Regions from separate parts of the Mus musculus genome. Here regions 1, 2, 3, 4, 5 and 6 are each linked to region 7. A link is a contact called in public promoter capture Hi-C data. All regions are on one chromosome and are shown on one strand. The core of a region is the stretch at or near the end of the contact, and the rest is flanking DNA. Distances in the headings are between cores, read along the strand shown.

The links. Promoter capture Hi-C pulls out the DNA fragments that hold promoters and counts their contacts.
Region 1: a promoter capture Hi-C map of pre-B cells shows a contact between it and region 7, with 5 times the contacts expected there. The contact joins the promoter of Adrm1 here to the promoter of Ythdf1 in region 7. A contact is called at or near these places in 8 of 39 promoter capture datasets (embryonic stem cells, erythroid cells, frontonasal cranial neural crest and 4 more) and 1 of 484 Hi-C or Micro-C datasets (CD8 T cells).
Region 2: a promoter capture Hi-C map of stem cell-derived epiblast-like cells shows a contact between it and region 7, with 3 times the contacts expected there. The contact joins the promoter of Lama5 here to the promoter of Ythdf1 in region 7. A contact is called at or near these places in 6 of 39 promoter capture datasets (hippocampal neurons, liver, neural stem cells and 2 more) and 1 of 484 Hi-C or Micro-C datasets (embryonic stem cells).
Region 3: a contact with region 7 is called in a promoter capture Hi-C map of pre-B cells, with 7 times the contacts expected there. The contact joins the promoter of Tcea2 here to the promoter of Ythdf1 in region 7. A contact is called at or near these places in 12 of 39 promoter capture datasets (the 3T3-L1 cell line, 3T3-L1-derived adipocytes, the C10 cell line and 8 more), 1 of 484 Hi-C or Micro-C datasets (CD4 T cells), 1 of 115 datasets of contacts at active chromatin or transcription factors (memory CD8 T cells) and 1 of 9 other capture datasets (liver).
Region 4: a contact with region 7 is called in a promoter capture Hi-C map of pre-B cells, with 5 times the contacts expected there. The contact joins the promoter of Cables2 here to the promoter of Ythdf1 in region 7. A contact is called at or near these places in 19 of 39 promoter capture datasets (the 3T3-L1 cell line, 3T3-L1-derived adipocytes, the C10 cell line and 13 more), 5 of 484 Hi-C or Micro-C datasets (CD4 T cells, the G1E-ER4 cell line, cerebral cortex and 1 more), 4 of 115 datasets of contacts at active chromatin or transcription factors (the SCID.adh cell line, T-cell acute lymphoblastic leukemia, extraembryonic endoderm stem cells and 1 more) and 2 of 9 other capture datasets (liver and macrophages).
Region 5: a promoter capture Hi-C map of liver shows a contact between it and region 7, with 4 times the contacts expected there. The contact joins the promoter of Zfp512b here to the promoter of Ythdf1 in region 7. A contact is called at or near these places in 8 of 39 promoter capture datasets (the 3T3-L1 cell line, 3T3-L1-derived adipocytes, the C10 cell line and 4 more), 8 of 484 Hi-C or Micro-C datasets (CD4 T cells, the G1E-ER4 cell line, embryonic stem cells and 3 more), 6 of 115 datasets of contacts at active chromatin or transcription factors (astrocytes, cardiomyocytes, double positive thymocytes and 3 more) and 2 of 9 other capture datasets (adipose tissue and liver).
Region 6: a contact with region 7 is called in a promoter capture Hi-C map of pre-B cells, with 2.8 times the contacts expected there. The contact joins the promoter of Rps21 here to the promoter of Ythdf1 in region 7. A contact is called at or near these places in 6 of 39 promoter capture datasets (the C10 cell line, embryonic stem cells, fetal liver and 3 more), 2 of 484 Hi-C or Micro-C datasets (B cells and the G1E-ER4 cell line), 2 of 115 datasets of contacts at active chromatin or transcription factors (embryonic stem cells and memory CD8 T cells) and 3 of 9 other capture datasets (adipose tissue, liver and macrophages).

Annotation. Positions count from the first base shown.
Region 1 is chr2:180,170,304-180,173,204 of GRCm38.p6, reverse strand. It overlaps Adrm1 (adhesion regulating molecule 1), which reads right to left and starts at 1,617. Exons shown (of 10, transcript NM_019822.3): 1 at 1,517-1,617; 2 at 958-1,171; 3 at 233-349. The coding sequence starts at 1,170. It overlaps Gm29886 (a long non-coding RNA gene), which reads left to right and starts at 1,955. Exons shown (of 4, transcript XR_867152.3): 1 at 1,955-2,039; 2 at 2,422-2,697.
Region 2 is chr2:180,224,527-180,227,381 of GRCm38.p6, reverse strand. It overlaps Lama5 (laminin, alpha 5), which reads left to right and starts at 1,523. Exons shown (of 79, transcript NM_001081171.2): 1 at 1,523-1,891. The coding sequence starts at 1,580. It overlaps Gm52542 (a long non-coding RNA gene), which reads right to left and starts at 2,763. Exons shown (of 2, transcript XR_003953984.1): 1 at 2,699-2,763; 2 at 1,068-2,443.
Region 3 is chr2:181,678,997-181,681,826 of GRCm38.p6, reverse strand. Tcea2 (transcription elongation factor A (SII), 2) reads right to left here and starts at 1,530. Exons shown (of 10, transcript NM_009326.3): 1 at 1,352-1,530. The coding sequence starts at 1,420.
Region 4 is chr2:180,272,120-180,274,958 of GRCm38.p6, reverse strand. It overlaps Cables2 (CDK5 and Abl enzyme substrate 2), which reads left to right and starts at 1,494. Exons shown (of 10, transcript NM_145851.2): 1 at 1,494-1,859. The coding sequence starts at 1,504.
Region 5 is chr2:181,590,940-181,593,723 of GRCm38.p6, reverse strand. It overlaps Zfp512b (zinc finger protein 512B), which reads left to right and starts at 1,263. Exons shown (of 17, transcript NM_001164597.1): 1 at 1,263-1,303; 2 at 2,739-2,784. The coding sequence starts at 2,741.
Region 6 is chr2:180,255,803-180,259,011 of GRCm38.p6, reverse strand. Rps21 (ribosomal protein S21) reads right to left here and starts at 1,633. Exons shown (of 6, transcript NM_025587.2): 1 at 1,565-1,633; 2 at 1,329-1,391; 3 at 1,161-1,224; 4 at 955-1,026; 5 at 727-782; 6 at 568-634. The coding sequence starts at 1,378. The coding sequence ends at 625. It overlaps Cables2 (CDK5 and Abl enzyme substrate 2), which reads left to right. Exons shown (of 10, transcript NM_145851.2): 10 at 1-473. It overlaps Mir3091 (microRNA 3091), which reads right to left and starts at 1,476; the gene lies at 1,401-1,476.
Region 7 is chr2:180,919,357-180,922,216 of GRCm38.p6, reverse strand. Ythdf1 (YTH N6-methyladenosine RNA binding protein 1) reads left to right here and starts at 1,281. Exons shown (of 5, transcript NM_173761.3): 1 at 1,281-1,533; 2 at 1,881-1,905. The coding sequence starts at 1,507.

The DNA of each region.
Region 1 (2,901 bases), core at 368-2,867, 750 kb after region 7:
GTCACCTCTGGGAGCTAAAATTCGTGGCCATGGAGTAATGGAAGACCTGAGGCCCTGGAGCTGTGTGCCTACAGATAAGTCCACGAGCGGGGCTCCGGTGCCTAACCACCAGCTAGCCACCGTGGTAGGAACGCAGCCAGACCAGGCCCTCCAGGTCAGCACCTTCTAATGTGGGGAAAGTAACCCCAAGTGAATCACAAGGAAAGACAGAGTAGACCACTCTCCTGCTTACCTGCATCCAGAAGAAGAGCCGCTTGGACCCTGCCTTAAACTTGAGCACGTAGACCCTCCCACTGGGGCACTGAGGTACCCGCTTGAACTCACAGTCATCAGGAAAGATAATCAAGTCCTGGCGACACAAGGAGGACAGTCAGACGACAGATAGACAGAGGCACACAAGTGTGTACCACCAAGGCTTAGGTCCCTGAATATTTGCTGGACCCCAATAACAGGGTGGAGTCAAGAAGTCTCAGACCCCAGTGAAGACAAACAGAAGAGGGCCCAGACTGGAGGAATAGAAAAAGTGCTCTCTGAGGACCAGACGACTTAACAGAAACATTCTGGAACTGTGTTCCAAGAAGTAAAAGGTCAACCAACTCTGGCTAGCTGCTCCTAAGTGTAACAAAGAACAATGTACTTTGGGAGACAAAGAGCCCCAAGGAAAGCAGCCTCTTCAGAGCGCTAAACTACCCGAGGCTGTGGTGAGGGTCATATCTGCACACTCCTCCACAAGACTGGAAGTTTAAGGCCAGGGCTGAGGCCACCAGCCCACCCTATCACCCTGTCAGCAGGCTGTCTCTGCTAAAACCTTAAGAACCATGGTCACCACGGGGTGCATGGCTTCACAGAGTGACTGGAGCACTCTGCCAACCTTGGGACCCCTACACTAATCTATGGAAGATGAAGCCATATTCCCTGCTCTTGCCCCGCTGGCCTGTTCTGGCTACAGGCACTCACATCCTCCACGGTCCCAGAGGTCCTGTCTTTCCAACAGAAGTGAATAAGGGAGTCGTCCGTCTGCTGGATGTACACGAGACCTTTCCGTTTATCTGGGGTGACCGTAGTTCCTTTTAATGACATTTTTCCTGCCCGGAACTCCACCAAATATTTGGTAGAAGACCCCCGAGAGCCGGGCACCAGGCTTGGGAACAGAGCGCCTGAAGTCGTCATCCTGAAAAAACAGAGCGAGGCCCGTCGTTCCGCGTCGCGTGCTCAATGTCCCACCCATACGCCGGTCGGCCCGCGACTGCCCGGGAGCGGGAGCGCGCCAGGCTGCGCAAGGCCAGGGCTGTGCGCAGGGCCGAGCGCAGCCCCGCGGAGCCCCTGCTCCCGCGACGTCACTGCCCGCCCGTGCGGAGGGAGCCTCGCTGCGTCCGGCCCCGGCGCGTCTGGGGCACCGGCGGCCGGCCCGGACTGACTCGGCCCCCCGGCTGCTGCCGCGTCCCGTCCTCCCGCCGCTCGACCCAGCCTGGAGCCGCGTGCGCCTAAGCCGCCGCTGCCGCCACCGGGCCCCTACCTGGCGGTGCTCACACTCGGCCTAGGGGCACCGTCCGGGCTCGCTCTTCCTCCTCGGCGCCTGCCGGGCCTCGCCGGAAGCCCGTGCTTGGCCCGCCCCGCCGCCGCTCTCGCCGCGGATTGAGTTCCGTCAGCCGCGCGGCCGGCCCCGACCAGGTCCCGATTGGCCCTGGTCACCGTCCATCGCATCCGGCCCGCCTCCGCGCCGGCGGCCTGTTTCCGGCGGAAGCGCGGGCCAGAGCGGCCCCTATTGTTGCTGTGTCATAGGGGAGCGGCGGTGGCCCCTGGCGGCAGCGCTGGGAACAGCGCCCCGGCCTCCACGACTCGCAGAAAGGGCCCCCGCGGGGCGGCGCTGCAGAGGTCGAGACCAGGGTGATGGGCACCGGACCGTACACCAACGTGCTCGTGGGGTTGAGCTGTGACACGTACCCTGGGACGGATGTCCGCTGTTACCCATCTAGTTCTGAATGGACCTGTCTCTCTCCACACCGCAGGGAGACAGCCTGTCTGATTTGCATTATTGGGTGAGCGAGGTGTCAGGGCCCAAGACATAAAATAGTCACATGGTTTAAAAGGTAGGAGGTAGTCTCTTGACACGAGAGCGAGGAAAGTGTCAGCTTCATGTCACTTTGTGCTAATTTGACATACATTATAGGAAAGTACAAGCGGCTGCTCAGGATGGGGGAGTGGAGGTGGGGTGGAGAAGGTAGCATGGGGTTGCTCAATGCTGTAAGAACAAGTTCACAGAGCACCGCGGATGGGTGGGGTCTAAGGGCTGCTTGTAGCTAGTCAGGTAGGGTGCCACCACCTTCCTGTAGGGCAGAGGTGCTCGCAGAATGTAAAGCCCAAGAGTCCTCACAGTTTCTTTTACACACCACTTCCATTTCTTTGCTTCCTCTATGACAGCTTTAAGGCCCCAGGCCCACCCTCCAGCCCTCTCCAGGGCCAAGCAGTGCTGAATTCTCTGGCATGCTCCACAAGTTACCATCTGTGTATATGTGAAACGTGTGCGGTCTTTTTCTGAAACAAAGGTGAAAAGTAGTTTTTCTCACTTACTACTGTCTGACGCCGACACCAACGTGTTCCAGGCCAGCCTGAGCTGGAGGGAGTCCCGCCTCTAAGATGCATTTCTGTCGCCACTGTGGCTCACTCGCTTTAGTTCCTGCTTGGAATTCTGATGCAGTAAGTTCTACATGCTTGCGTCTGTCATCTTTTTGTTGGACTCTGTCCTGTGTAGTTTCCTTTTTTTAAAAGTGTGTGTCACCCATGTGGCAGTCTAAGCACAACATTCAGTAACTTGCTTCTTTACACTCTGGGTTCCTGTGATCAGACTTGGGTTACCAGACTTGCCTGGCAAACAATGTTACCTGTTGAGTCATCTCGCTG
Region 2 (2,855 bases), core at 274-2,773, 700 kb after region 7:
TCCCCCAGGTGGAAAACTAATAGTGAGGTTATAGAGGAATTCCGGGGAGGGAAAGTGGAAGCATCCAGGGAGGGCAGCTTGTCTTGACCTCGCATTTTCAACGGAGACTGGGGTCCTCCCAGCCCCTTGGGGTTTAAGATTTGTAGGAGGCTGGGGGGTTAGTCAGGAGGGCAGGAGGATGGTGCAAATTTTCCAGACAATTACGGGTCAGAACTGGGCCAGGACATGATGGCAGTGTTTCAGGAACTCACTGGGACCCTTGGGATTATCCAGAAGGACCAGCAAGAATGGGAGTCCTACCCAAAAACGTGAGATGGTGGCCTGGCTAGGAGATAAGGGGAGCTGCTAGCCCTGCTGCTGAGTTCGACCTCTACACCCCTGGGGGCTTTCCTGTTTGGTCCTAGAATCCAAGGGAAGGGAATCCAGTGGCTGTGGCTGAAGCAGACATGAGGTACACAAGCATCTTAGCTAAGCCTCTAGGACGTTCAATGTTTGCAACTCAGCCAGGCAGATCAACTGGAGCCCACTGTACCCCAGAAACACAGGAGCTAGAGGCACGGCTTGCTTAAAAGATGTCTAAGCCGGGCGGCGGTGGCCAGCGCCTTTAATCCCAGCACTTGGGAGGCAGAGGCAGGTGGATTTCTGAGTTCGAGGCCAGCCTGGTCTACAAAGTGAGTTCCAGGACAGCCAGGGCTATACAGTACAGAGAAACCCTGTCTCGAAAAAACAAAAACAAAAAACAAACAAACAAACAAAAAAACAGAAAGAAAGAAAGAAAGAAAGAAAGAAAGAAAGAAAGATGTCTAAGCAAAGTCTTAGCTTCCCAAGGAGCCTATGGAGTGGCACCTATAGGCCAATGAGCATCCTTGGATATGCTCCATGGGTGGGCGCCTGTCATTTCTTTGCTCTTGTATTGATCCCCTATTGCAGAGGAGTTTAAAACCCAAAGGGGTAGACAGGGCTAAATCCGACCTAACAATGGAGGAAGTAGGGGGTCTCCTCCTGTCTGGTCTTCTCCACCCCCCCCCCCCCCACCATTTGCAGATCACATCTCCTCTGGGTCCCCATCCACAGCTACACACAGTTTATTCAAATACCAACAGGGAAGGAAGAGAGTAACAGGCTAGGGCAACGGGGAGGCGCCAGGTGGCTGAGACCTGTTTGAAGTTAGGGAAACAAAAACAGGAGCCGCTGGGCGGGTAGAGGCAGGCCCGGCATGCTGGGGTCCTGAACATCCACGGAAAAAGCAAGGGGTCTCAGTGGGGATCGAAGCCACCACCTGGGAGAGAGGAAAGGCTCAGTAGCGCCAAGTTCCCGCGGCCTGGCGGGCGGCCAGCAGGTGCCCCTTCCAGGACGCTGGTCTGGCCGGGGTCGGAAGGGTTAAGGTCCCCAGGCCGCCCCCTCTCTTATGCCCTCCCCCAACCCCCTCTCCAGGGCATAAGGCTCGGGCGCCAGGCGGGCCTGGGCGGGGCCTGACGTCCTCGGACAGGCGGGGCCAGCGGGACCGGCCGCCCCAAACTAGACTTGCCGGGCTCCTGCGGTGCGCGCTGTCCCTAGAGCCGCAGCCCCCAGCAGGAAAATGGCGAAGCGCGGAGGGCAGCTCTGCGCGGGGAGCGCACCGGGCGCTCTTGGCCCCCGGAGCCCCGCGCCACGGCCGCTGCTACTGCTGCTGGCTGGACTGGCGCTGGTAGGCGAGGCGCGCACTCCCGGGGGCGATGGCTTCAGCCTGCACCCGCCCTACTTCAACCTGGCGGAGGGCGCTCGCATCACCGCGTCCGCGACCTGCGGCGAGGAGGCCCCGACGCGCAGTGTCTCACGCCCCACCGAGGACCTCTACTGCAAGCTGGTTGGGGGTCCGGTGGCTGGCGGAGATCCCAATCAGACAATCCAGGTGAGCGCGGCACGGAGGAGCTGGTTACACCATCCTGTGGTGGTCCACCTCTAGCGCCGGAACCCAGACATCTCGTAGGGGCTCCCAGTGCTGGGGAGAGTAAGTACGGACTGACTCTCCCACCAAGACTCCCTGGCCCCATGTTTTGATGGACTAAGGGGGACCCTGATGCGGCTACCGAAACTCGTGCAGACACGGCACGTGCCTCTGGAAGAGCCAATGAAGTGTCCGACTCGCGGACCAAGGGCCCCTGGGGCTGGTGAAGCTCGGGGGTGGGGGTGGGGGGGTGACCTAGGCAGGAGGGGACCGGTGATCAGTCCTCGGCAGCCGTAAGTCCGGGATCCCTGCGTGGGCGGAACTTGGCCAGGGTGCCCGCTGACTGTGAGGAGGGGGCGGGAGCTCCTTGTTACCCCGGGACAGGCAGGAACCTGTTGGCCTCCCGGATAGGGACGGAATGAGCGCGGAAGCCGCACCATCGCCGGTTTCTCCTGGTGTTGGGTCTCACTGTCTCAGCCAAAAGTTGAAGAAGCTTCTTTGCTTGGGATCTGGGAACTTCAGAAGGAGGTGGAGAGCGCTAACACCTGTGGGCCATCGTGGAGGAGCCCCCTGCCCAGCAGGTGGTAGGCTCTGGGGCTTTAGTCTCCCGGGAGATGTGGATTCTGTACCTAAGGACTCTCCTGAGCCCTGCCTTTCAGGCTGAGCCTGCAGGTGGGCCACGTTGTCCCCCCCCCCCCCCCCGCAGGACTCCTGCCTCACGTTAGGGACCTAAGGAGTTGGGAGCCATTAGGGCCTGGTAACTTTAGCTACCTTCTCTAGGGACCTGCTTCCACGTTCCTGGAAGGAGGCTGGCGAGGGAAAGAATAGCTGAAAAAACGGATTCGTCGGGGTGGAGAAAGGGGAGCGGTGAAGGAATTCAGTTCTGTTTTCTGGTTTACCTGGCCACCACCCTCCTTGCCTGCCCACC
Region 3 (2,830 bases), core at 281-2,780, 760 kb before region 7:
GGCAGGCTCCTCTGGTTCCTACCTTAAACCTCACTCTGCTTAAGGCTGCTCTTCTCTTTACCACTTCCAGGTTATATTCAAACACCTCCTTCCTACAACTGAGACAGCCTTTTCTTCTAACACCCAACACTATTGTGTTTGCTGTCCTCCAAGTTTCCACTATGAGCTCATTTGTCTTTATATGCCACAAAGAGGCAGAGAAAACCAACCCATCCAGCCGTGGTAGGGGCTGGGGCTGACCCTTCAATCTGTGTGACTTATCTGCTCAGGCTGCAGCCTTGTTTCATGGCCCTAAGTTAGTAAGCTGTACACCAATCAGCCCTGAGGTGGCTGACTTTGCTAAGAAGACCTGATCCTTGGAGCCAGGGGCATGCATCCACAATAGCCCTGCACTCCCATAATGAAAACCCAGATAAACCATCAGCTGTTCCAAGGAGCCTCTCTCAAGGACTACTGGAACCTCTGCAGGTTCCCTTCTCAACTGTACAGTCCTATCTGTGGCCTTCCATCCTTACTGGGTCTCCCTTTGGATTCCCATCCTATCTCTGCCACCCTTAGTTCCAAGTTTGTCATTTGTGCTTTCTCTTACCGGAAAGAAGCTCCAGCAGGGCCTCTGTAGCCCAGATGATTGCAAAGTGGGTTCTGTTTCCAGTGTAAAGGCTTATGTGGGCACTTAACCTACTTCCTGTTTTAGACCCCAGCCCTCCAACCCCTAGAGCAATCCTGCTCATCCCCAAAAGCTGTCCTGCAGCCTTCTACTTCAAGCACAGTCCTGGGGAGGCTGTACAGACTCATGACTCAGCCACTATCTGGGCTGCCCTCAGAGCGGTGCTGCGGATGCTCTAGAGTCACTCAGTCTTAAAGCCACCTCCTAAGTCCCTTCCCACCCACGGAAGGCAAGATTGCAGGTGCCATCATCCCCTAAGGATGCTCCTCAAAGGCTACGCAGGTGACCATGGTCGGAAGGCAGGCTGGACTGCCAAGCCCACACTGGCCAGGGGTCTCAACGCCACAGGCTCAACTGTCTGCCCAAACCGACTTGCTGTTGCCTGAGGCCTGACTAAGCAGGGGAAAAATTTATTAAGAGAAACCTGGTGCTGAAGGGTGGGGGGCAGACAGGGGAGACAACGGCTGGGCCAGGGACGCCCGCGGCCACCGCTGGGCGACGAACAGAGGGTAGCTTTCGGTCAACGCGGCGTCCATTGCGAAGCGGCAGTCCCAGGACAGGGTGGAGGGCGGGCCTGGGCAAGGGGTCTCGACTGACTGGGCTAGGTATCACTCTGCCCGAGGGTAGGCTCAGACGGTCTCCGCGGAGCGGGGCCCCAGGGTCCTGGCGGCCCGCGCCCCTCACCGCGTTCTTCCTGGTCACCATTTTGTCCAGCCTCCGGGCGATACGAGCAATCTCTTCCTCCTTGCCCATCACTACCTCGGTGGCGGCGGGTTGTGCCGGTTGCGCCGCCCGGCCTGACCTCGGCCGCCGCCGCCGCCTAGATCCGCGGTCCAAACCTCCGCCTGGCGGCCGCGTGCGACAGAATTAAAAAAAAAAAAAAAAAAAAAGAGTCCCCGCCCCCGGGACCACAACTCCCAGACGACTGCGCGGCCTGCGGCCTGCGGCCTGATTGCCCGCTGGAAAAGGTAGTTCCGCAGGTATCTCCGCCGGACCACGGCCCCACGTGCCCACCGAATGCCAGGGGGAGGGAGGACCTAGAGGAGGGAGAAGGACAACCCTACTGCGCTCAGGTCTTTAATTCAACCCATCTGAGCAGCTTGCCCTGGCGGCCGGTCGCGCCTTCACTAGTGCACTTAGATCGCCTCCACTTCCGAGAGTCACTCAGCTCACTCCACACACTTCACTTGGTACCAAGCCGAGTTTGGGGGCTTTCTTGGCGCTGCGCAGGTGGCCGGGACTCTGAAACGGTTTCTCCGCAAGAATTCAGGCTTTAGCCAAGCAATGTAGGCTCATGCCTTTTTAATCCCTGCACTCGAGAGATAGAGAGTCAAGCAGATCCCTGTGAGTTCAAGGTCAGCCTGGTCTACAGAGCTAGTTCCAATACATTCAGGGTTACACAGAGAAACCCTGTCTCGGGGGTGGGGGGTGGGAGTGGGGAGAACTATTCAGGTTCTGAAGTCAACCTAACGGTATAAACCCCAAGTTCTGCACATTGTTGTACGTCTCAGTCTCCCAACCTGTGAAGTGACAATGACAGAGGCTGCGATCAGGAGCCTCCGATTCATATTTTACACTGAGAACAGGGCAGGGTACTGAGGCAATCCGCTACTGAGGCATTACCTCAGGAAGACCCTAACCACGTCCAGGAAAGGGAGAATGGTGCTCTGCTCTTCTTCTGTCCTATACATGGTGGCAGGTGTGCTGGTACTAAAAGTCAATCTGAATTTTTTTGTACCCAGGAGGCCAGAGTGCAAATGACATACACAAATGACCTAAGCTGACCGTTTTAATCAGTTATGACATCTTTACCATAAGAAAAAGGCATGGAACTTCTTGAAGGCAACAAAGCTTTTCCAGAGGTGCAGTGATGGCTGAACCCAGCTCTCTAGTTTCATACCACCTCTCATTCTGCCCTTTACTGAGAGCTGGGCCCTTGCTCTAAGCTAAACCCAACAACAACAACAAAAATTCTGGGAAAGGGAACCCTGTGTTTGAGTACTGAATTAATGCTTTCAGGACCCTACCACAAGACAGGCAGTAAGAGAACCACAGGACCTTCAGCCATGCTGTGTTTGGCTGATGACTTGACCCCATCAAGGGACTGCCTACTGAGTAGTCCCAGCTCTGACTGGTCCCAATGATGAGCAACAGCAGCCTGTA
Region 4 (2,839 bases), core at 245-2,744, 650 kb after region 7:
AAAGGTAAGCAGCCTGAGTGTGAAGGACACCACCCCAGGTCAGCAGACACCATGACCCCCTGACAGAAATTACTCTCTCTGGGAGTGCCCACCACTCAATGGACCAAGCCCTGCGTTCTACTAGACAGGAAAACTGTCCACCTTGTCACTGGTTCCTGGCAGGGTAGCTAGGAAAAGGCAGTGGAGAAGAGGGGGGTCAGAACAGAGTAAGGGTAAGCCTACTTGTTCAGGGATGACAGGGAGATGCCATGGATAGAGGGGGGTGTCTGACAGAATCAGCCTGCCTGAGCCTTAAAAGCAGGGAAGGAACTGGCAGTATGAACTCCTATAGGTAACACTACCGATGGCTTCTCCCAAGGAAAGAAGCCACTTCCCAGGGATCTCTCTCCCTCAACCAACTCCACTCCAGCACCCATTTTAAGCAGCCACAGGACCAGAGCAGGCAGTGACCATAGACCAAAAAGAACATTGGGGAGATTTTCCTTTGTGTTTCTTCAATGATCCATCAAACACTTTAAAGACAAGAAGTCGCCGGGCAGTGGTGACGCATGCCTTTAATCCCAGCACTTGGGAGGTAGAGGCAGGCAGATTTCTGAGTTCGAGGCCAGGCTGGTCTACACTATACAGAGAAACCCTGACTTGAAAAACAAAACAAAAGAAAGATAAGAAGTCCACATAGGTTGGGAGCTGGAAAGAGCAGGTGATGGTAGGGTGAAGACTCTGTACAGGGAAGGGCCGACATACACACACGGTACTGAGCCAGAAGGGTTTGTATACTCGAGTCCTGGACATCCTCCACGAAGGAAACTGAAACTCCAGTATCATGCAGACTCAAGACCACGTCCATGAGGCAACTGAGATGTCAGCTGCCCTCAGACCATAGACGGGTGTCTTCAGCAGTCAGTGAGGAGGCCAGGCGGCACAGCCCGGAAGTTACAGGCTCTGGTGGAACATGGATGGATACCTGCCCAGAAGAACCCCAGGGCTGAGGGAACACCCCGGAGCAAGTGACCACAACAGGCCCGCACCCTGAGTCTGCAGCCCATAATGAACATTCGCTGAAGGGTGCCCTGTACACCGAGTCCTGGACGGGAGAACAGGACACAGGTTCCGTGCACCTACCGACCTTGCCGTGTTTAGCCACGCCAAACCTACAACAGACAGAAGACTCTAGGACTCAGGGGAGCGCCGGGGCAAGCCACATATCGCTAGCCGATCGAAGGGCTCAGAGGAGCCTCATTTGCATGCAGGCGCGCCGCAACCAATGGACAGGGACCGCGGAACTATATTTGCATATGGGCGCGCCGCGGCCAATGGGCGGGAGCGACGGGGTGGTATTTGCATACAGGCGCGCCGCAACCAATAGACAGGAACCGCGGAACTATATTTACATATGGGCGCGCCGCGGCCAATGGGCGGGAGTGACGGGGTGGTATTTGCATGCAAGCGCGCCGCGGCCAATGGGCAGCTGCGCGGCGGCGCGGCGCGGCGGCGCACTCGAGCATGGCCGCGGCTGCGGCGGGAGGAGCCCCGGGTCCGGCCCCCGGCCCCTCCAGGCCCGCGCCGGCCGCCCGGAACCCGCCGGCCGTGCCGCGGAGGCGCGGGGACTCCCGGCGCCGTCAGGCCGCCCTCTTCTTTCTCAACAACATCTCCCTGGACGGACGGCCCCCGAGCCTGGGTCCCGGAGGCGAGAAGCCAGCGCCGCCGCCGCCACCGCCCACCGAGGCCCGCGAGGCGCCCGCGCCGCCGCCCGCTCCACCTGGAGGCCTCCCGGGGCTGCCAGCCAGGCCCGCGCCCCAGGGCCTGCTCAGCCCCACGACGGCGCCCGCCGGCCTTGGCCTGGACGGGCAGCGCCAAAGGTGAGTGGGCTGGACGGGGGCGGCTGCACGCTGGGGTCAGGGTGGTGGCCTAGAGGCCTAACCAGCACTCCGGCTGTGTGACCTATGGCCTTGGCAGCCCGGGGCACCGGTGGTGGTGAGCCAGGTCCCTCCTCCCAGGTTGTGGGGTAGTTGACCTATGGGTTCGGGTAAGCCACAAGCTCGGCAGACCTGGACATGGTTGGGATGAGGTGGGTCCATTCACCCCGCACACAGGTATGGTCACCTGGTACCCATCAACTTAACACTCAGAGGTCTGGGTGAACCGGAATGGTCAGCCCAGGACACAGGGTCAAGATGACCAGCCCAAGATCAAGGTGTCGGGTAATTAGGGAAGAGGGTTCTTCAGCCCATAATGCAGGAGCCAGGGTGGTCCAGGGATCCTTCATTCTGGTACTTGAGGGCCCATCACCGCAGCGTGCAAGAGTCAGAGAGGCTCGCAGTCCCGTCTGTCCTTGACTGGGACTGAGGTGATGTGGCAGCATCAGTCCAGAATACAGGAGATGAGTTTGGGATTAACTGAAGCTGGTCAGCCTCCAGAGGGAAGGGATAGTCCCACTAAAACTGTCAACTTCTGGATATGGGGTCAGCTCTTTACCTTGAAAGTCCCACTAAAGCTGTCAGCTCCTGGATATGGGGTCAGCTCTTTACCTTGAAAGTCCCCTGAATATGGATTTCGGAGTTCCCTTGGTCTAATTGACTCTAGACACATCCCTCCCCTGGCTACCCTACACAGAGACTCACAAACACTTTTTACAGGCTGTGTGCCCAACTCAGCTTGTGGGCCAGGGTCTTACCTACCTGGTCTCATCTCTACTCGGCCTTATACACCTGACCACCTCCCTGCCCTCTGTCCCACACCTGCTGGACTCAGGGTCTGCAACATGTAACTGTTCTGCCTCCCCTGCCTGGATCCTAGGATCCTTCATCCTAGCCCAGGACAGCTCTTATTCCTCACTACT
Region 5 (2,784 bases), core at 14-2,513, 670 kb before region 7:
AGACTGCTCTTCCAGAGGTCCTCAGTTCAATTCCCAGCAACCACATAGTGGCTCACAACCATGTGTAATGGGATCTGATGCCCTCTTCTGATGTGTCTGAAGACAGCTACAGTGTACTCACATACATAACATAAATAAATCTTAAAAAAAAAAAAAAACAGTGGGCATGGCTGAGAACATGTAACAGTATTATGACTCAAATGAAAGCTGAATTTTTCCCTTCCCTATTGAGTGCTCCTGTGGAGCCCCAGGCTTTGCATTCTACCTCCTTATCAGCCAGTTGGCCCTTCCTAGTCTGTCAAAAGGGTGTTTATTTCTCTGCCTCATTTATTTCCCCTTCCTAGTCTGTCAAAAGGGTGTTTATTTCTCTGCCTCATTTATTTCCAAGTTGTGTGGGCTGTGCTGTCATCCTCCCACCCACCCCCTAGATCTTACACTAGCAGCCCAGGCTCGGGGCCAGAGAAGTTAGATACTTACTGGCTGTTGGTCTAGGACCACACTGTTCACAAAGAAGGGAGAAGTTGATTCAATAGCCAGTGACCGCAATAAGGCCTATCGGTCTTCGTGTCTAGATTAAGGTGGCCTAAGGGACAGATAGAGGCTGAGGTGCCCCCTGACAGCCTACAGATGTCCTATAACCCTTCATAGGATCTACTTCAGCCAGCGCAACCACACCGGTTGCTTAATCCGTCAGGCAGGATTTGCGGTAGTGTCCAGAGTTCCTGACGTGCCTCAGTTTACTGGACTGTCCACAAAGCGACTCTTGCCCAAGGCACGCGTGACCGATCGCTCGGCCCTGGAGGCCAGGACCACCTGGGCCACGGACCGCACTGCCCGGAGCGGCGGAACGGCCCCACCGGCCCCTTCCCCGCAGCGGCGGCCGCGTGAATACCGCGAGAGTTCGCCCCCCTCCCCCCCGCAGTAAAACTGTCAAAGGTAGGAGGGGCGGGAGCGCGCATGTGCGCAGCACGGCGCGGAGTGTGCGCCGCCCGGACCCCGCGCCCCGCGCCCCGCGCCCCGGCCCGGCTCTGGCTCCGGCCTGGCCCGGCCGCACCCCTTGGGCGCTGCAGGTAAGCGCCGGCCCTGCCCGCTTTACCGCGGCCCCGGCGCCACACGCGCCCCGCACCAGCCCTGTGCCCAGCCCGCCTCCCCGCCGCGCCCGGACCCGCGCCGCGCCCCGCTCCCCGCGTCGGCGCCGTCCTCCCGCCTCCTCCTCCAGAAAAAGTCGCCATTTTGGTTCACTGCCTTCGCCCCCCCGCGGTCGGCGCTTCCGGGCCAGGCTGCAGCCCGCGTCCGGCCTCAGGTGACAGGTGGGTGGCCACGGGCCTCCAGGTGCGCCTCTTGGCTGCGCTCGTCCGGGGCCGGGCGGAGTGGCCTGCGTCCGCGGCAGCGCCCTCCTCCCTGGAGGCTACAAGGGAGATCGCAGGGACCCCAGGTGGAGGAGGGGTTTTCTTCCTACTCCGGCGGCCAGGCCTTACCCCTAACTCTGAAAGACTAGAAGGTTGCAGCAGGCCGTATAACCCGGACCTCAAATGTAATCGGGGTTCTGGATAACTCATTTCCTTATGAAGCTGCAAAACGAGGACATCCAGAGAACTTTAGTTGACTTCAGACCCCCCCTCCCCTCCCCTCCCCTCCCCTAGGCCCAGGATGGGGGTGTTGTCCTTGGCAATGAACGGTGATTGACCTTAGACCTCCTGGATAACGCAGCCCCTACACATCCCCTCTGATTTGAGTTGATCAAAAACTGTTAGGAGAGGACTCACCTGCTTGAACCTTGCTCTTTGGTACCGCCCCCTTCTGTGGCTTTGGGTGCCTCTGCGAGGCCTCACCATTCTATGCTTAGAGCCTTCCTCGGTTTTCAGGGTATGTGATGCTGCAAGCAGAACAGTCCCCAGAGGCCCAACCCCAGGGCAGCAGCATGCATACTCTATAGCCTCTGCTTGCCAGTATTGACTATAACTTGTTTAGCTGAAGTGGCTTCCTAGGCAGGGAACCTAGAAGCTATTGAAAATAAGAAGAAATGGTGGCTGCCTAGGCTGTGGTGGCTGAGGGTCTGATGTGGTGTATTCATCTGGGTGGAGGGGCCCTGTCTGCACAGAAGGCTGAGAAGGCAGGCAGGTAGGATAGCTCAGCATGGGACTAAAGTGTATTTCTAGTGGATCTTCACTTTACCAACCAGAGGGATGAGTGCATGTGGTGGGGACATGGGCCTTCAGGACCCATATTGGCTTCTTTGCCTAGAGAGAGGTCTTCAAGGGCTCTTATCTGAGTAGGTTAGTATTGTGTATCTAGATGGCAGGGGCCAGGACTCTGAGGAGAAGCTATCCCTGAGGTGTGGTGATGTGGCTGCCTGTGAGCCAGCAACCATTACTAGTGTTAATTGTCCCCTATGAGGAATATTATCAGTCTTCTTCAATTGCGTGGACCCTCTGAAGACAGGCTGATCCTCAGCAGCCTTTGGTCTTTGTGTGTCTAGATGAGGGTGTAGGTGAGGGTGTCAAATGTAGTAAGAGTCTTGGCTCTTTCTACACTTCTCATGTCTTCTGGGTTATTTAGAAAGACCTTGTCTGGGCAAACCCCCTTCTCTAAGTTAGAAGCTTCCATTACTTGCTTTTTGATGTGATCAATATAGGAGGTCAGGGCTAGAGAGACATATTGAGGGCCTCTAGGATAGCCCCAGTGAAAGTCCTGGGTTGAGCCTGTTCGTCTCATAGGTCTGTGTACTTACTCTGCAGAGATGACTGAATCCTTTTGTGTTGGAGGAGGCCGTCGGCTTCAAGG
Region 6 (3,209 bases), core at 384-2,883, 660 kb after region 7:
CGTTCTCAGAGCATCTTTAGGTGCAATAAGTCGTTCCTGCAAACAGGTTATCTTCAGGGCAGCCCCATCATTTTTTTTTTAAATGAACTTAGATATATATGGCTGACTGATGGGATAAATGTTATTTAAGCTTCTAGATGTAGTAAGGTGTATTCATTTTACCAAGCTGGTCTGCTGTTAGTCCTTCCTAAGCTTCGCTAAGAGCTGCTGGTTTGTGGTATTGAGCACTGTTAAAGCCAACCCTTAAACCAAACACGGGCTAAACAGAGTCCTATAGACTGAGTCCAGAAATCTGAGGTATATCCATGGTGTCCAGCTGGACTGTGACCCAATGCCACAGACCTGGTGCTGCACCCGCAGCGCTCAACAGGACACAGCTGTGTCAGACCTCAGAATGTGGTGTATGTCCAGTAGGTTATGAATGGAAGGTGTTAAAATGTTTTTGTTAAAGTAAAACTGGTTTTTGCAACATACTTCCTTGCTTGTCTCCTTTCAGGTAAGTGTGCGGCCCTTTTCTGGTCACAATAAAAACACCAGCCCTACATAGTAAAAACAGCAAAAGCAGACTTAACTGTCACAGGTACTTAAAACTTTTATTTGTAACAAATTCCCGATTTCTTCTGCTCAAAAGTTCCTAACAAAGGGGAAAAAGTAGTATTAAAAGCTGTATCTCTTGGGAAGTCCCAAGCCACTCAACCCCAATGTGAGATTGTCCCCCACACTTACTTTGAGACAATTCCATCAGCCTTAGCCAATCGGAGAATAGAATCATCTGACTCGCCCTTTAAAATTAAAAATAAATACCTGAGTATCCACACAGAGCTGGCTCCCTGCTTAGCAGGCAGAGCATGCACTATTAAGCCCAAAACCATTCCCACAGGAAGAAAAGGACACCACCATCAGAGCTCAGATGTCACATGAACAGTACAAGGCAGACCAGGTGGTAGAACTCACCATCCTGCGAATGGCCCCGCAGATGCCATAGGTTTTAAACTGGCCATTAAACCGGCCTGTGGTCCTATCAACCTGGGTTAAAAAAAAAAAAAAAGAGGTTGGAAGATTCGACCTCACCCCGATGTTAGTAAACACACCAAGAGCCAGGCTGAGGCCTGAGGGCCTCGTAATTCCTTCCCTCAGGAACCGTCAGGTTCCCAGCTCACCTCGGCCACGTTCATCTGGATGGACGCGTGGTCCTTGGCAGCAATGATGCGGTTGCTTGCGGAGCTGGGTAAAGAGATGCACAGTGCGTTTAATAGGTCGCAAAAGAACAGTGGATGAATGGGAGCGGGGAAAGCGGGCGCGAGAATGACGGGCCCGCAGATGCTCACCATTTCCGCGGCACGTACAGGTCCACAAACTCGCCGGCGTCGTTCTGCATCCTGAGGCCGTCCCTGCAGAGTTACCACGCAGGTCTTGAGACTGGTCAGGCCCGCACTCCGAGTCTGCGGGCCCAACCAGACCCATGGCCCGCAAGCACTCTCGGCCATGTGACCGCGACCTCCCCAACTGCGCCCAGCCCGGCCCAGCCCGGCCCCGCTCGCACACAGCCCGCACCGAGGCCTACCTGCTCACTTGTCCAGCGAGAGCGCAGAAAGGAAGTAGCTCGTGCCTCCGCAGCACTATTGGGCAGGAGGGCGGGTCCTCGGTAAGTGCTTCCGGGTCAGGGTACTCGTATCCACCATACCGGAGGCCTGTTTGTGTGTTTTAACTTCCGCTTCCGGTGCAAAGAAAGCCTGGCTCTTTCCGCACAAAGCACAGGCATCGGTCCCTGTCTCCGCCTCCAGCCAAGACATGCCTTCTTCCTCAGGCCCCGCCTCCATTGCGGAGTCCAGCCCCTCCGTCCTCCGCTGGAGAGGTTGGACTTGGCTTGTCTTCCAGCCGCCCTCGAGGCTAGCTTGTCAGAGGGAGCCCAGCCGCTGCTGGATCCCTGACTCCACCGACCTGAGGCGCCGCCAGAGCCTGGGAGGGGAACGAGCGTGGCGGAGGGAGGCGGGAACGGGAAGACCAATCCTCCGAAGAGGAAACTGAGGTTGGATCAAATGAGCTGGACCGCTGGCTTTCCGCTGCACATTCATTCTCTTCAAGAACCCCCTACTCACCCTGCGTCCTTGCCATCCTGCCCCTCCTCGCCCCAGGCCCTGCCCTACTCCTCTGGCTCCAGCCGCCACCCGGTCCACACGCCTAGGGAAGTGAGTCTGGCCTGAGAGTGCACGCCTTTAATCTCAGCATTCGGGATGCCGAGGCAGGTGGATTATCTATTTGAGGCCACTCTGGACTACACTGAGTTCCCGTCTCGAAAAAGGAAAGTTCCCAGACCACAGTCACCATAATGCTCAGTAAGCCTCTTTGTTTACGAGGTCAGAGAGCAGCCCGGACACAAGACTGCCCACGCTGTTGACGACTCTCCTGAGATTACATTTCTCCGTGAGTGAATCCACTGCTCACTCATCTGTAGAACTTTATGCCTGATATCTCTCTGGGACTGGAGCTGCAGTCTGGAGCTGGGACATACACCCAGTTACATGGTCTTGGGGAGAACCTCCCTGCCATGTGCACACTGACTGGTGATCACCTTCCAAGACTGTCTGTCACGGGGTCTGGTGAAACCGAGGCTACACTTTCCTCCTCACACCTGGAAACCAGTAGTCATGTATGCATTAAGAGTTCCCGCGCAGGGCGTGGTGGCGCACGCCTTTAATCCCAGCACTCGGGAGGCAGAGGCAGGCAGATTTCTGAGTTCCAGGCCAGCCTGGTCTACACAGTGAGCTCCAGGACAGCCAGGGCTACACAGAGAAACCCTGTTTTGAAAAAAATAATAAATTCCCGCGCAGCAGGGGTTATCTTTCAGATTAGGCACAGACACCTTACCCAAGCACCTGTTTTCACAGAGAGCTCCTTTAAATGGGGGTGGGGAAGAGGAGTTAAAGTGGCTGTTTTCTACTTGGTCAGAAAAACACAAGCAAATGACCTTGCAGGTGTAACTTTTAATAAGAGAAAAGGGGGGTTCCATGCTAGACCGGGCTGCACAGTGGTGTATTTTGATTGGATAGGACTTTTAATAGCTGGACTTTGGTAGTCAGCCTCACGAGGAGGAAGTGACCATATAAGGGAGTAGAGTTTGGTGGCTAACTTTAAGAATGGAATCTATCGTGGTTTTTTTTTTTTTTTTTTTTTTTTTTTTTTAAGCAAGGCAAAAGGAATGGGCTAGA
Region 7 (2,860 bases), core at 32-2,531:
CTCTGGTGTCCTCCTATTGATGATGTGCATCAGAAGCTAGGACATTTACTACAACAAATCCAGGGACCAAACATGCCCCAGAAGGGATGTGTGGATGCATCTGGGGTTTGGTCCCTAGCAATGTTCTTGCAATCACATGATAGGTCACAAATTTGCCTGTTATTCCAGTTCCAGGCTATCAGACACCTTTTCTGACCCTTCACATTCACCAAGTGCACCTATAGTGCACATATATACATGCAAGCAAAACACTCATACAAATAACATTTATTTTAAAGGGGCTGGAGAGATGGCTCAGGGTCAAGGTATAAGAGCATTTACTGCTCTTTTAGAGAATCTAGGTTCAATTCTCAGCATCCACTTTGGGGTCTGAACCATCTATAACTCCAGTTCTGGGGTATCTGACACCCTCCTCTGGCCTCCTTGAGCACCAGGCACACATGCAGTGCATAGACATACATGCAGGCAAAACACTCATACACATAAGATTAAAATTAATAAATCTTTTTAAAATTACATTCAAAAGATTTGTTTTATTTTATGTGTGTGTGTGTGTGCCTGCTTGTCTATATATGCATCACGTGCATTCAATGCCAGAAAAAGAGTTCTGGAACCCCTGAGACTGGAGAATTGTAAGCCATCATGTGGGTGTTGGAACTAGCCCCAGGTCCTTTGTAAGAACAGCAAGTAGTCTTGAGCACTGAGCCATTGCTCTAAACCTCAAATAAAACTTTTTTTAACGACGGGAACAGGGAGGAGGAGTCTGTGTGTGGTAGCAGGTTCACTGAGCAAAGAGCTTGCCTGAAAGTGAATGGCTAAATGGCTAATGGGGTGAGTTCTTTGTTGGAGACTCTTTGACGGATGAACTTTCCCCACGTGGAACCCAAAGGGGGCCGTCTAGCTTTCCTCAAAGTCCTCTTGTTTTTACCCTGGGTGATGGAATCAGGTACAGAATCTAACGCGAATACTGGTTATTCTGGCACACTCCTGTCAGGTTCATATTGTCACGGGGCAGGCTAGGAGGCCAGCCCAGCAGCCACAAAACTCTGGGACAGGTGTAGCTAAACTACAACCTCACACCGTCTCCCCAATAGGCGCCGCCCCAGGAGCCCCACGTGACTCTCGAGTCGCCCCGCCCCATCCGGTCCGGTCCCGCCCCTCCAGCGCGAGACTGAGTCCCAAGCGCGAAATCCTGGGCGAGGAGCGACGGTGCGCAGGCGCAATGGTGGCGACTCGACGGCGCTCCCGGCCTGCCCCGCGCGCTGACGTCGCGTAGCTTCGTCCCAGCCGCCGCGGCCGCCATTGGAGTCGGCGCCCCCTCAGCCTGTCCGCTACCTTCCGCTGCTTCCCGCTGTTCCGGCCCGCGTGCCTACAGCTGCCGCCGCGCCCGGCCGCACCCGCGGAGTTGGCGGCGGGGCACGGGGCCGCGCGCGGCGTGACAGGCCCGGCCTCGTGGGAGGCCCGAGCCGGCGGCGCCCGGGTCCCGCGCCGCGCTGTTCATGAAGCATGTCGGCCACCAGCGTGGACCCCCAGGTAGGGGCGTCTCGGGACCACGGTCACGAGAGCAGGCCGTGGACAGGGCAAGACAGGTTGCGGTCTGGGCCGCGCCGGGGACCTGGAGGCTGAGCTGGGGTTAGGGTGCGGGGTCCGGACTGGGAACAGGGAGGCCGGGTCGAAGATCTGAATACCAGGCCGGGCCACGGTTCTGGGGTCCAATGGCGGGGTCGCTGGGCTTGGCTGTGATCAAAGTGTGGGAGATCTGGAGGCCCGGTCGGGGTCGGGTCGCCCTCCGGGTAGCGTTCTTTTCGGATAGTAACTTTGTGTTTCCTTTCCCGGGCTGGGTGGTGTCCACCCGCATATCCTGGCCTGCGGCGATGCAGAGAACAAAAGGACAAGATAATAAAGGTGAGGAGAGTTCCGGGAAGTTGTCCGGACTTGAGAGGAGAACGGGGCAGCGCCAGTCCGTGTGGACAGAGAAAGTCCACCAAGCCAGCCTGGGATCTGAAACTTAGTTTCCTCCCGTAAGCTTGGAGGAGATGAAAGTTTCTATTTCCGGGGTACTTGACAGATTGGAGGGGAACTAGAAAAATAAAGGCGTACCCGGAGTAGTTCAGATAATATTTTGCAATTTCCCCCTTGACCCTGCCAGAACAGTTACCTGGTGGGGAAAGAAATGGTGATCAGACGGCCTCGCAGAGGTCTGAGTGACTGACTGGTCCTCTGTTGCTAGGTAGTGGATGGCTCTGGAGGAGAGTCAGCCAGCTAGCTGTGGATCCGGAGGCCCTGCCCTCCATCCTTAGCTATAGTCATTGTAAGTTTATTGTTATCTCCTGTGATATTCTGGCTTGTAATAAACTTCCAAAACTCTTATGAGAACTCCAGAGTGACACTAAATCCTGGGAAGACTGTTTTTAACCAGTGCATGTTGTTGTTACTTGGGTGTAACCAAATATGGCTCATCGTGTTTTAAGATTGGAAAAGGCCCAACACTTTATTTACCATTCCTTTCCTTTCCTTTCCTGGCTGTGCACTGTAACAGTGGAAAGTAAGTGGAGAATCAGATGATAGTAAGCTTAGGTTACAGCCCTTTCCAGCTGAGCATCCTGCCCTCAGATCTCTGCATAACTAGGCTCTTAAAGCATGTGTCCGCTATTTGCCTGGAGTAGAGTATTGGATTGGAATAGGGAAACCCTGGGTTCGGTCCCACCTTGGGGCGGGGGGTGGGGAGGGAAATCACAAAACTGGCTCCAAGTCTGGTTGCAACAAAATGACATCTGACCGAATTATGATTATATTTTTACTTTTAAAAAAAAAGGAATTTAAGAAAAGTTGTGCAATGCCATTTAACTAGTCATGTAAA